3 separate regions of the Rattus norvegicus genome follow, and regions 1 and 3 are each linked to region 2. A link is a contact called in public Hi-C data. All regions are on one chromosome and are shown on one strand. The core of a region is the stretch at or near the end of the contact, and the rest is flanking DNA. Distances in the headings are between cores, read along the strand shown.

What was found. A called contact is a pair of places that touch in the nucleus more often than the background predicts.
Region 1: a Hi-C map of mammary epithelial cells shows a contact between it and region 2, with 5 times the contacts expected there. The contact joins two enhancer-like sites. A contact is called at or near these places in 3 of 12 Hi-C or Micro-C datasets (the Rat2 cell line, Schwann cells and mammary epithelial cells).
Region 3: a contact with region 2 is called in a Hi-C map of kidney, with 5 times the contacts expected there. The contact joins two enhancer-like sites. A contact is called at or near these places in 6 of 12 Hi-C or Micro-C datasets (the A7r5 cell line, the Rat2 cell line, Schwann cells and 3 more).

What each region holds. Positions count from the first base shown.
Region 1 is chr8:88,265,492-88,269,765 of GRCr8, forward strand. No RefSeq gene overlaps it. Among named protein-coding and RNA genes, the nearest start is that of Slc17a5, 42 kb to the right of the region's middle. Within about 2 kb of position 1,295, at least 80 of the 93 cell types and tissues checked have an H3K27ac peak or open chromatin away from gene starts, as enhancers often do. A contact at or near this core is called in Schwann cells, where this site is marked.
Region 2 is chr8:87,929,491-87,933,747 of GRCr8, forward strand. No RefSeq gene overlaps it. Among named protein-coding and RNA genes, the nearest start is that of Gsta4, 16 kb to the right of the region's middle. Within about 2 kb of position 2,506, at least 91 of the 93 cell types and tissues checked have an H3K27ac peak or open chromatin away from gene starts, as enhancers often do. A contact at or near this core is called in Schwann cells and kidney, where this site is marked.
Region 3 is chr8:88,284,049-88,288,439 of GRCr8, forward strand. Slc17a5 (solute carrier family 17 member 5) reads right to left here. Exons shown (of 11, transcript NM_001009713.2): 8 at 2,629-2,761. It also overlaps the pseudogene LOC134480122. Among named protein-coding and RNA genes, the nearest start is that of Slc17a5, 23 kb to the right of the region's middle. Within about 2 kb of position 2,408, at least 2 of the 93 cell types and tissues checked have an H3K27ac peak or open chromatin away from gene starts, as enhancers often do. A contact at or near this core is called in kidney, where this site is marked.

The DNA of each region.
Region 1 (4,274 bases), core at 45-2,544, 330 kb after region 2:
TCTGAAGACAGCTACAGTGTACTTATATATAATAAATGAATAAATCTTAAAAAAAAAACAAAAACAGGGGTTGGGGATTTAGCTCAGCGGTAGAGCGCTTGCCTAGCAAGCGCAAGGCCCTGGGTTCCGTCCCCAGCTCCGGAAAAAAACAAAAAACAAAAAACAAAAAACAGCTGTCTAGATAATCAGCTTTTAGCCCCTGGACATAAGGGGGGTGCTGGTGGTGGAGTGGGGCGGCTCAGGACTAAAAGCTTCCTGTGGGGTAACTACGTGCAAGAATACATCTCATGGAAGGGGAATCGTCACGATATCTGGAAAAACATATTTTTATAGGGCAAAAGGGCAATCATATATCACAGATTCAGGGGTTTCAAGGCAAAGGGGTGGGTATACAATCATAGAATAACAAGTTCAGCACAGGTTGAAAAACATGGTTTGTAGGATACATTAGGCTTAGGAAACAAATTTATTCTTGTAAGGTGTGGAGACTTGATAACAATGCGGCTCTTTAACAACAACAATGTGGCTCTTGGTTTAGTTTTAAAGTCACCGCACCCGGCCGGAATTGCAGTTAGGAGCTATCATTGCCTTTTAGAATGGAAATGGAGACGCAAGGGTCAAGAAAGTCTTTGCCTCGTGACACTGCTGCCTCCAGCGGCCAGAGGCGGGAGCGCGGGCGGGTGAGGTCGGGGGCTCCCCAGACCGCAGTGACTTTCCACTGAGACGTGCGGCTGAGCCCTTTTTAAATGCCTTTCTTTGCACGTGGTCGCTGTGAGTCATCCCCTTTCTCTAGACAAAGAAATCTAGGTTTTGCTAATCAGGTTCCCCGGAGTCCGCTAAGGCGTGAGTCAAACTCGTGCTTCCGTAGCTCTGTAAGCGCTTGCTCCTCCCCCCAGGGGAAACGCCCGCTGCCCCGGTGCAAATCCGAGTTTCTGTGGGGTCCGGGGCCAAAAGATTCACGCGGAAAGGGAGTGCGGCAGGGAAATTGTCGTAGGCTTCAGAAGAGAAGAGCGTTTGTGCGCTTTAAAAATCGTTCTCTAAAAATCATAGCATTGCTTCACTGATGGCTCCATGGCTCCGAGGGTCAAGGAGTTTGTATCAAGCCTCGGTTCAGTCCCTTGGGAAGGCAGAAACCGAAAACCGGTTTCAATAAGCTGTCCTCTGACCTTTCACACACGGATTTAAAACAATAAATTAAATTAAAATAAATAAATAAGCAAACGAATGAGTGGATGAGTGAATGAATGTCTGGGCGTGGTGTGGCGCGCTTGTAATCCCAGCACTTGCCGGGTGGAGGCAGAAGGATCAAGGCCAGCCGTTATTACATAGCCAGTTTGAGGCCAGTTTGAATTTCATGAGACTCTGTCTCAAAATAGAAAACCGCGGTTATTTAAGAAAACATATTAAAGAATAATGGGTTTATACTGAGGTAAGGGAGTGCAGGAAGAGGCCGAGCTGAGAGACAAACTCCAGGGAAGTAAATGTGGGCCATTTGGCAAGGCCCGTGGCTGATGTGAATATCAACAAGTGCCACTTTGTCCCACAGTGCCACTTTACAGCCCAGCCAAACCGGTGATGCCTGAGGGTGCAGGCACTTGAAGCCCAGCGCCAGAGAGGCCTGCTTTGGCGTTCTTAGCTGTTAGTCAGTTCCAGATTGATGCCGATTTTTTTCCCCCCTGATTGATTTTTCTTTTTAATTTCCAAACATTTTAGTTAAATAAAGGACTCCTGGTGGCACAGGCCTGAGGTCTTGGCACGTGAGGTGGAAGCAGGAAGGTCAGAGACTGAAGGGCAGCCTTGGATGTAGGAGTCTCTGTCTCAACAAGATTAAATGAGGGGTTGGGGATTTAGCTCAGTGGTAGAGCGCTTGCCTAGCAAGCGCAAGGCCCTGGGTTTGGTCCCCAGCTCCGAAAAAAAGAAAAAGAAAAAGAAAAAAAAAAGATTAAATGAAAATCCAGAAGAGAAAAACAAACAAAAAATCTAATCCCTCCCTCCCTCTCCACAGATGCTGTTAACGTTTTGTTTGCTCTGTGTCCATAGTTTTTGTTTTGGTAATACAGAATGTCTACACTTGAGTGTTCATACTAGCATTATTAAAAAAAAAAAACCTTTTAAATTACATTGTGTGTGTGTCTGCGCATGCACGCGCCTTCATACTCGGAAGCACACCTCGGAAAGAGTCTGGAGGTCAGAGAACAATTTGTGAGACTCCCTCCTCTCATGGTGCCTGGGACGGAACGCAGGTTTTACAGCAAATATCTTTACTGAATTATCTCTTATCCCCTCCCACCAGCTTTGTTAACAACTTTCTCAAACTAGAGTAACCTGAGTATGTCCGTCAAGGTATATGTGGATAAAATTGGCATGACAGGCTGGGGTACTGGGACAGGCTGTGCCATTAAGATCCTGTGAGAAAGATGCCAGCCATGATGGATCTGGTCCTAAAGGATTCCATCACACCAGCTGTCCACCACAGCAAATCCGCAGACAGGGAAGATGAGTAGGCACCCGAGAAAGGAAAGGGAAGCCAGGGAGTGCTGGACAGGGTGGGGCTTCTGTCTGTAGCACTGAAGTGTGCCAGAATTAGAAATCTGATAGCTGTGTACCCTGGGACTGTAAGAAAAGCCACTGAATTCTGCACTGTGTGTGTGGTGCTGGGCTTGTACCAGACAGTGCTATCCCCATGCCAGACAGGCATTCTGCCCCGAGCCACACCCCCGATTTTAGCTATACACCTTTTTCAAATTTATTTATTTATTTTATGTATACGAGTACACTGTAGCTGTCTTCAGACACCAGAAGAGGGCATCGGATCCCATTACAGATGGTTGTGAGCTACCATGTGGTTGCTGGGAATTGAACTCATGACCTCTGGAAGAGCCCTCAGCGCTCTTAACTGCTGAGCCGTCTCTCCAACCCAGCTCTGCACTTTCAAAAGTTGAGTTGGTGGTATGTGAATTAAATCTCAGTAGTCGTTATAAAAAGTATCACTGTAATAGATCATGGCTAGTCCTTCAATATCCCTAATAGCTGTTCTTCTGTAACATTTTTATGTCTTTAATTACCAAAAATAATTCATATGCCTTGTAAAATATTAAGCAGAGGAAAGAAAATTAGGAAGCTTTTTCTCCCTGCCCAGCTGGAAGAAACACTGAAAATCCCAGAGACACAGCTCTTCCAACAAAGCCACACCTCCTACTATATCCAACAGTCCACTGAGAACCAAACATTCAGATCCGTGAGCCTGTGGGGAACATTCCCATTGAAAGTAACGCAGGATACGGCCACTTAGTCACACCCCACTCTCATTATTTATTTAGTTTTGTTCTGATGTAGGGTCTCACCAAATAGCTCTGGCTAGCCTGGGACCTGCTATGTGAACCAGACTGACTGGAAACTTACTGCAGTCCTCTTGCCCCCTTCCTTCCTGAGTGGGTCTCCTGCAGTGCCAGGGTTAAAGGCCTGTGCCACCCTGTCCCCTCCCTGTCCCACCAGCTCCTCCCTCAGTCTTTTTATTTTCCATTCCTCCCCCCTCACTCCCCTTCTGCCCCTCTAAAACATTTATTACTTCCTCTCATTTATGTGGGTGCCTTGGAAAGCTATCACATTTGTACAGCTTTAGAAACACTCAGTTGGGTTTGTACGCGCCTCTGATCCCCCACCTGACTGAGGTGGACTCAGGAGCTCACTATCAGGCTCTGTTACAGAGTGAAGTGGAGACAGACTTGGGCTACAGGAGACAGACCCTGTCTCAAAAACAAAGCAAAGCAAACAATCCAAAACCCAACAAAGTAAAACAAAACAAAACAAAACAAAAAACCCCAACAATTGGGGTTGGGGATTTAGCTCAGTGGTAGAGCGCTTGCCTAGGAAGCTCAAGGCCCTGGGTTCGGTCCCCAGCTCCGAAAAAAAAGAACCAAAAAAAAACCCCCAACAATTATGACACCACCAAAGAGCTGTGCAATGGTTCAGCAAGTGAGGGTGCTCTCTGCCCACCCCTAAACCTGACAGTTGTATGGTTGAAGATCATCCACCACTGTATACCTGCTCTCACCTCATAAGTAAATATGATTTAAAAAAAAAAAACTGGAGAGAATGTTCAGCCATTAAAGGCTAAGCTGACAACCAAAACATCAAAAAAAAAAAAAAAAAAAAAAGACAAAACAAAAAACTTCGCAGCCCTCAAACAAATAAAACTTTCCCAGCACTTGGAAGGTAGAGCTGGAGGACTGCTGTAAGTACAAGGGCATCCTGGTCTACATAGCAACTTCCAG
Region 2 (4,257 bases), core at 1,256-3,755:
AAGAATAGAGGCTGAGCAAGGCAGGGGAGGCCAGCCAGTAAGCAGCACTCCCCATGGTCTCTGCATCAGCTCCTTGCTCCAGGTTCCTGCCCTGTTTGAGTTTCTACGTTGAATTCCCCCAGTTATGGGCTACAATGGAAAATGTAAGTAAAAAAAAAAACCCTTTCAAAAAAAAAAAAAAGGTAAAATTCCTACTGGTCAAGAGAATAAAACCTAACATTCTAGTTGGGCCAGGTGAATCACTCAGGAAAAGGATGGCTTTAGGGAGTTTACTGTAAGCCATGCTAATGTGGCAGAAAAATTAGCCTTCCAATGAGATATTACTGTCTTTTCATTCTCAGAATGTCAATCTATAGGGCCACCAATCTGCCTGCTTTTCTAAATTATACAGAAAAGTGTGGTTCTTCTCTCTCTTTTCTATCTCTTTTCTATTCTAAGCATGCTTTCCATAGTGCTTTGGCTTCCCCAGCATTTTGGGTCTTCTACCTCTCTAAAGTTCCCTCTCCCACCATGACGCTGCTTGTTCATGCTGGACTAAATGGGACGGCCTTCCTCAATACCGCCTCCATTTTCCTCTTCCAGCAGCTTACCTGTCCTGGGTGTTTGCCTTTTCAAGTGCAATAGCATTGTCCTAATAACATTAAATAAAAAAGTAAGTAAATAAATAAATACATAAATAAATAAATTTAAGCGGGGATGGGTAGTGGCTCATACCCTTATTTCCAGCATTTGGGAGACAGAGGCAGGCAGAACAAGGCTAACCTGACCTACAGTGAGAAAGTCCCAGAACAGCCAGGGCCACACAGAGAAACCCTATCTAAACAAACAACTAAATAAATTAAAAAGAAAAAAGTGGGGAACCTTCCCCTACACTCATATTCACACACATTTTTAAACATTCATTTCTACTTGTATTTATATTATATTAAATTATATTTATATTATAAACGTATTTTTATATATTTGCATATCTATTTGAACACAATTTTAACTTTTTTTAATTTGGAAAAAAGCAGCTAAAAGTAGAAATAAAACGGGAATTAATTAGCGGCTAAAAAGTAGAAATAAAACGAGAATTCAGAATTCATGGAATTACATACAAAAGAAAGGCAGACTGCCACATGCAGCGCCTCATTTGGATGTGTCTGGAGTCTTGGAAGCTTGACTACCCTACGTTCTCCTACAATGGACCTTGAGAGCTTGTTTGGAGGTTCTAGCAGGGGAGCGCAGCTACTCGTATACCCTTGACCGAAGACCGGTCCTCCTCTATTCGGGGAAGGTCGTCCTCTTCGACCGAGCGCGCAGCTTCGGGAGGGACGCACATGGAGCGGTGAGGGAGGAAGGGGACACCCGCCTAGCCAGCCAGATCAGCCGAATCAACCCTGGCGATCAATGGGGTGACAGATGTCGCAGCCAGATCGCCCTCACATCCGAGGTAGGAGAGGCAGCCGCTAAGTATATAAGGCCATGGAGACTAGTAATTTTCCACATGTGGTGACTTTCCGTGCCGAACTTTCCGTGCTGCCCATGTATTTTATGATTAAAAAAGAATCCTAAATCTTTTCTCGATGTTAAATCACCCATTTTATGCTCCTTTGTGCTAATTTTAAGTTAAAAATACTTAAATTTAGGCTTTTTCCTGTTAACCAGAATGCTCTGGAACTATGCAAAATAAAACAGTCTGGATTGGTTGAACCCTCCGAAGCCCGGCCCCCTCTAGCTACGTCCGTTCCACCGCCTGATTCCGCTCCGGCCCTAGGCACCCGCGTTCAACGCGTTCCGGTTGGAGGTGGGTTCTTCGCCTTCGGTGTGTGTTGCCACCTCTGCCAAGGCGAGCCGGACGGCGGAGGGTAGACACAGAGCATCTGCGGCCTCACGAGCCTCTCGTGGCCTTCTGTGGGGCCGTAGTTGTCTGTGTCACGTCTCCATCCCGTGGCCGAAGTGACACACAGAAGCAAGTAAAAAGCTAATACTTTAGAAGAATGTGATGCGCCCGGTCCCGCGGCCCTCGGTTGGCTTCCGGCGCCCCTTCTAGCTAAATTTGGAAACTCCTGAGTTTCTCAAGGCCCAAGAACAACACAAGGTGCACTGCTAGGAAAATACCTTTACAATGAATGGCCCCAGCTTCCCTGGATCCGGAATATAAAACACACCATGAAAACCAAGGCTAAGGGATTTATACTTTCTTTTACGTGTTAAAATGGTGGCATGTTGGGCGAGGGAAAACTCAACAAAAAAAAAAAAAAAAAAAAAAAAAAAAAAGAAAGAAAAGAAAAGAAAACACTCCTCCCAAATCCTCAGCATTCAGTTGTGTCCAGAAAACTGGGATGAGGGTAGAGCCTAGCCTCGCCGTTCTGTACTGCGTTCTTTTGTGGTTGCTTGTTTGTTTGTTTGAATTTTGGTTTGGCTTGGTAAAATTTGTTTTCCAGAAAGGCTGAAATCCACCTGACATCGAGGCACAAGCTCCACTGTCCTAACGGTAGAGGTCGCATGGAGTCCGTGAGATGGGCATTAACTACCGCTGGAGTTGAAGTATCCAATCTACTGTATCTTCACAGATTTGCCAGACAATGGGTCTTCTACCCACGTCACAGCAGGTCCCATTCAGCCAGAAGATCCTTCCTGTCAGGGACTTTTCTTTGTAACTAGGATGTTATTAATGGAATTCTTTCCCCTTTTAAGTTACCCTTGGTTTCTGTGTAATTCCATGGCAGAGGAATTACAGTTAATAAGGACCAAGAGAAATAATGTACATTTTGCCAGTTTTATTAATTAAATACCCTTTAGGTGAGTTTTCTGTTCCTGTGTCGCCCAGCTGGAAGCCCTGTTTCCTGGCCTGCGTGTGCATTTTTTTTTTTGTTTTGCTTTTCTATTCTTTTAGCTTCGTATGGGGATTTTCAGATACAAGCAAACAAAACATTGCATAAGTCTGTGTGTGCAGCTCTTACCCTGATGTGTGCAGCTTTATGGTGATCCTACGTGTTTTGTCTCCTGCCTCCTCTTCTTGCTTTGTTTCATTTGGGAGTACCACACTTTGGTATTTATTTCCAACTGGTAAGAATTATCACATCTACCAAAATCTGCAAGGCTTTATCCTCAAAGTAGTCTGTCTCCCGAAGAGATTTTAATAATGTGTCTAGGTGCTGCTCTAAACAAGGTCTGTAAACGTTACATTTAGAATAACTTTAGATTTGTAAAAATGTCGCGAAGTTGAACCACAGAGCCCTCAACCCTCCCTGGTGCTAACATCTTACATAACCATGCTAAACTGAGAAGAAAAGAGTTCCTGGTCCATGAGTTAATGGGCAGCAGACTTTATTATGATTTCAGTGTCTCCACTAAGGTCCTCTTACCTCTTACAGGGTCCGGGATCCTGTAGTGTATCTTGTCATGTTTCCTCAATTTCCCCAAGGCTGTGACAGTTTCTCAGCCTTTCCCTTGCTCCAACCCCTTGACATTATTGAGGCTATCAATGAAGATTCTCTGGGAATACTTCCTGCCTCCCCACCTTGTCCCTGGCTCTTGAGTCCAGGCCATTATCCCACAGAGGATCCCACATCTTGGTTATGCCCTATTTCTACCTTGTGATTGGGGAAACTTTGTGTTGGGTTTTTCATCTGTTGGTTGTTCTTGTTTAACAGGTGTTACTTTGCCTTTCTCAGTGTCACAGCAGGAAGAACAGGACATCCAATTGTGCTCCTTGGAAGACAAAGGCTAAGGATTAGGTAGCTGTACATTGTGCTTTTCCATTATAAATATATAGTTCCTCTTCATAATAATTAGCTAGTCCGTGGAGATATCCCAACACTTCTTCAGCATTTCAGCACCCATTATGATCCTTATCAAAATGAGTTATTAGAACTGGCAGTTCTGTAATTTTATTTTTCAGTAGCACTGACTTTTCATCGCTTGGCTCTAATGCTTCTGCAACCAGCTTTTATTTCCCCCTTTGTCCTCATCATTATTATTTGTATCTAATATTGGGGTTTTGTTTTTGCTCAGATCATCCCAAATTTGGCTAGGGAACCTCATCAAAGGATGGCCTTTACCATCCTTCCTCCCTTGAGCACTTCCTCTCTGCTCATCACAGAGCATGAAGTCGGCCTTTGCTCGCAGGAGCCCTGCTTCTTTTTCCTGGGCTGTATTATTTGGAAACCAAGATGTGGGTGCTACTGGGTTCTTTCTCTCTTGCTTCTCCAGGCAGCTTAACTTTGTATTTCCAATCTCTCATCTGTAATGACATTTACCTTCTTGGAG
Region 3 (4,391 bases), core at 1,158-3,657, 350 kb after region 2:
GATTGGGGGCTGGAGATGCCTCAGTAGCTAAGAGTGCTTCCTGCTCTTCCAGAGGACTCATGGGTGGTTGGGTGGCTCACAACCATCTGTCATCCCAGCTCCAGGATGGTCCGTTGGCTTTTGCAATGGCCCTGCATGCATGCACGAGAGCACACAGACAGACAGACATACAAATCTTACAAAAATAATAAACTTTGTTGGATGTAGTTAGAAATCTGATCCATCTTGGTTCTAGGAGTTGATAACAAAATGCATATTATTACACACAGCAGGTCCATGGGAGAAAAAAGATCAGATTGAACCCAAAGGGAAATTATTTCCTTTACAGATGATCAAAGTCAGAGTAGTAGCAACTCCTGGTGTGGGCTCAGCAGGTGTCTGAAGAATTTCCCTAGAATGGGTCTTTTCACCATACAGTTTTAAAAAATGGGTGTCATGGTTTGCCCTGGAGTTATCTGTATTTTGATGCTAATTCCACTGCCCCAAGGACAGCTGCCTAGTCACTACTCAGGACTCACCAGAACCTTCTCTCCATTGAATCTGTAAAATACAGGTGAAGGGCAGGTACAGAATAGAAGGAGGCCTGTCATTGGAGGAGAAGGAAGGATGGGCAGGAGAGAAGTTAGAAGGAAGAGGAGGAGACTGGAAAGGAAAGGAGGAAGAGACCGGAGGGAGAGAGAGAAGCCGTGGCAGGACAATATGGCGGGTGACATTAAGATTCTACGCTGTACCTTTACAGGTTGTCACGAATGTTCTTAAGGGATGGATATGTATTGGGCTTTGTATGTTTAGGTGGGCAAGTATATCTTACCAATTGGGTCAAAGGTTATTGTGTTGTGTGTTCTTTTATGTGTATATTTAAGTGTAAGGGAGTGTGGGGTGGCCGGTCTGGATCGCCACAGAATTGGAATGCATGCTTCTGGCAAGATAGCCAGCAGATATCTTGGGGCACTGGGCTGCTGGATCTAGAGCGCGATAAAAGACAGCATTTTATTTTTTATATTATTACAACAACACATGGGTGTTTTACTTGTGTGTGTATGTCTGTGCACCACATGTCTGTCCAGTGCCTGTGGAGCTAGAGGAGGGCCTCATATTCCATGGAACTGTAGTCACAGACAGTCGTAAACTGCTGTGTGGGTTCTGGGAACTGAAGCTGTGTTCTCTGTGAGAGCAGCCAGTTCTCTTAATGGCTGAGCCCCAAATTTACATTTATTTACTTAGACAGACTCTTACTATGTAGTTCTGGTGTACAACTTATTATATAGAGCAGGCTGGCCTGTCATAGAGGCCTGCCTGCCTCTGCCTCCCAAGAACTGGAATTAGGGGAATATACCGGCGTGCACTGATGAAATTTACTTAGAGCGTGTTTTTATCATGTCTGTTCGATGTACTCCCTGGCACCTGGAGAGGCCAGACAAAGGTGTCAGGCGCTCTGTAGGTGGGGTTCCAGGCAGTGGTGGTTGTGGGAAGCGAAGTCAGGGTCCATCTGTGAACAAGGTAAAGGTTTATTCTCTTTTGCTGCCTTCTTGCTCTCCACTCCGGTTTTTGGTACAGAGCCCTCATGCCTCTGGGATTTCTGGAGTGACTAGGATTGTCTTTTGTTTGCTAATAAGATGACTGGTGACACGGGGACCAGTGGCCTTAGAGAGTGCATTTGTCCCAGTATTTTGAGACATCATCTGAGGGGCCCAACCTGGCCTCAAACTAGTTATGTACCAGAAGACCCTGAATCTCTGATGCTCCTGGCTCTACTCTCAAGTGCCGGGATCTTAGGGATGTGTCTGTCACCAGGCCTGGCTCTCAGTTTCTCTGTCTTTTTGAGATGGAGTCTCATTATGTTGCCCAGTCTGGCTGGAACTCCTGGCCTCAGGTTCCCCAGCATCGGGACTACAGTATGTGTGCACATTGTTAACTGGTACCAGTCTCTGAGGGGGCGATGGTTGAATGGGCCTGAAGGTTGAGTGGACCGCAATGACCAATGATTTACTCAGTCCTGCTGGCATAATGAAGCCCCCTCAGAATCTCAAAAGGACAAGGTTTGGCTTGGGTGTGGTGGTCCAGGTCTGTAATCCCAGCTCTTGACAGTCGGAGTAGGGAGTGTGTGAGTTGAAGCCAAACCCAGGTAGCACAGCATGGAGAATCTGTCTTAGAAGCAAGCATCTATACTGCCAACTAACCAAGTAACCATGCTTGTACCTTCAGTACTCAGGGCAGTGATGAGATCTAGGTGAGCTTCCCAGCAGCAGAACTCCTGGTGGTGCCATTTTTCTATCTGGCTATTTATCCCCTTGTAACATCCTCTATAACAAGTGAGTAGTCAGAAATAAAGTGTGTGCCCTGACTTCTGTGAGTCAGTCTAGCAAATGAGTGGAGCTGGAGGACAGGCCATGGGAGCCTAATTAATAGTTAAGCCAGTTAAACGTGTAGGTCACAGCCTGGTTCATGTGACTAGACTCTAAGGTGGGAGAGGCTAGTCTTGTGAGACTTAGCTGTTTCACCCAGCTTGTGTGCTTCGAAACTGGTTGCGTGTGGGGAAAGCTCCCATTTTTGTGATCAGAGGCAAAGGATTTAGAGTGCTATGTGGATGACTGGGAAACAAAACAAAAGTTGGCTCATCTCACTTACCTATGAGGGAAAAAATTCTCCGAACGCTTATGGTTGAAAAATTCCACTTGACTCTTAAATAATCAGCGGCTTGACCACAGACAATCATGCATAACCAACAGCCAAAATAGGGCAATGCAGATAAAAACCCGTTCTGGAAGAGGGAAGGAGATTCGGGATTAAGTATGGTAGAACATATGGGCTGCAGCCAACCCTGACCACTTGAAAACAGCAGACATAGTGGAGCAACGTGCTGATGTCCATATGTCACACATATATGATTAGCATTTGCAGTGATCATGGGACAGCCTGACTCATCCCTGTAAGAGCCGGTCTCACGGGGAAACAGTGCAGCCTGCAGGTCTTCCTGAATGCTACCTTTTTTGTTTGTTTGTTTTGGCTTTTCAAGACAAGGTTTCTCTGTGTAGCCCTGACTGTCTTGGACCTCACTCTGCAGACCAGGCTGGCCTCAAACTCACAGAGATCCATGTATCCCCTGAGTGCTGGGATTAAAGGAATACGCCGCCACGCCTGCTACTTTAAAGGTTTTTTTGTTTGTTTTTACAAGTCAGTTTTACTTAATGCAGGACTATCCAACAAAAACATTGTTAGCCATCTGTGATCTGAATTTGGTGTATGAATTAAATTATGGTATACATTAAAAGCCATGAGACATTTGTTTTGTAATAAATAAGGCAGTAGAATTACTCATGAGTAGCCTTTTTTTTTAAAAAAAAAGATTTATTTATTTATTATATATAAGTTCACTGTAGCTGTATAGATGCCCACACACTAGAAGAGGGCATCCGATCTCTTTACAGATGGTTGTGAGCCACCAAGTGGTTGCTGGGAATTGAACTCAGGACCCCTGGAAAAGCAGTCGGGTGCTCTTAACCACTGAGCCATCTCTCCAGCCCCATGAGTAGCCTTTTTAAGTTAAGCTATTAGGTCTGCCCTTTCTCCCTTCTTCTTAATTCCAGCGAAGATCATTTTTGTTCCAGGGATGTACTTTTTGGGATCCTCCAAATACTCCCTCAGGGTATTCTCTTCCCAGGTAATAACTTTGTTCTTGTTGGCGTCTGTATAACAGACTCCAGCAGCCTGACCTATTCTCTGCCCAAACGGACCATGGAGATTTGGTCCAGTCTCATGCTTGCCTCTCTTTTCACAGTGTGACACACTTCTGAACAAAAATCTTCTTGCCTTTCTCAACATCACCATTTTAAATTCGTTTCGGGCTGGTCAACACCACAAACATTCAGACTCTTAGATAGACGTCCTGCTCTCTAGTCCAAGGACACGCTGGCCAGCGCCTATGTACCCGTGTCAGTACTTTAAAGGTTTTTTTTTTTTAAGATTTATTTATTTATTTAATGTATATGCACACTGTAGCTGTCTTCAGACACACCAGAAGAGGGCATCGGATTTCATTACAGATGGTTGTGAGCCACCATGTGGTTGCTGGGATTTGAATTCAGGACCTCTGGAAGAGTAGTCAGTGCTCTCAACTACTGAGCCATCACTCCAGCCCACTTTAAAGTTTTTTTGTTTTTTTTTTTAATTTTATTTATTTTTTTTTATTAACTTGAGTATTTCTTATATACATTTCGAGTGTTATTCCCTTTCCCGGTTTCCGGGCAAACATCCCCCTCCCCGCTTTAAAGTTTTAAAATACAATTTTGCACGTTTCTCAGCCCTATTCTCTAAGCCCTTCTCTAAGCCCTGTTGTGAGCAAAGGCCATCTCATGAGTTTCATGAATATGTTGATTTTAAGGAAAAGGTCG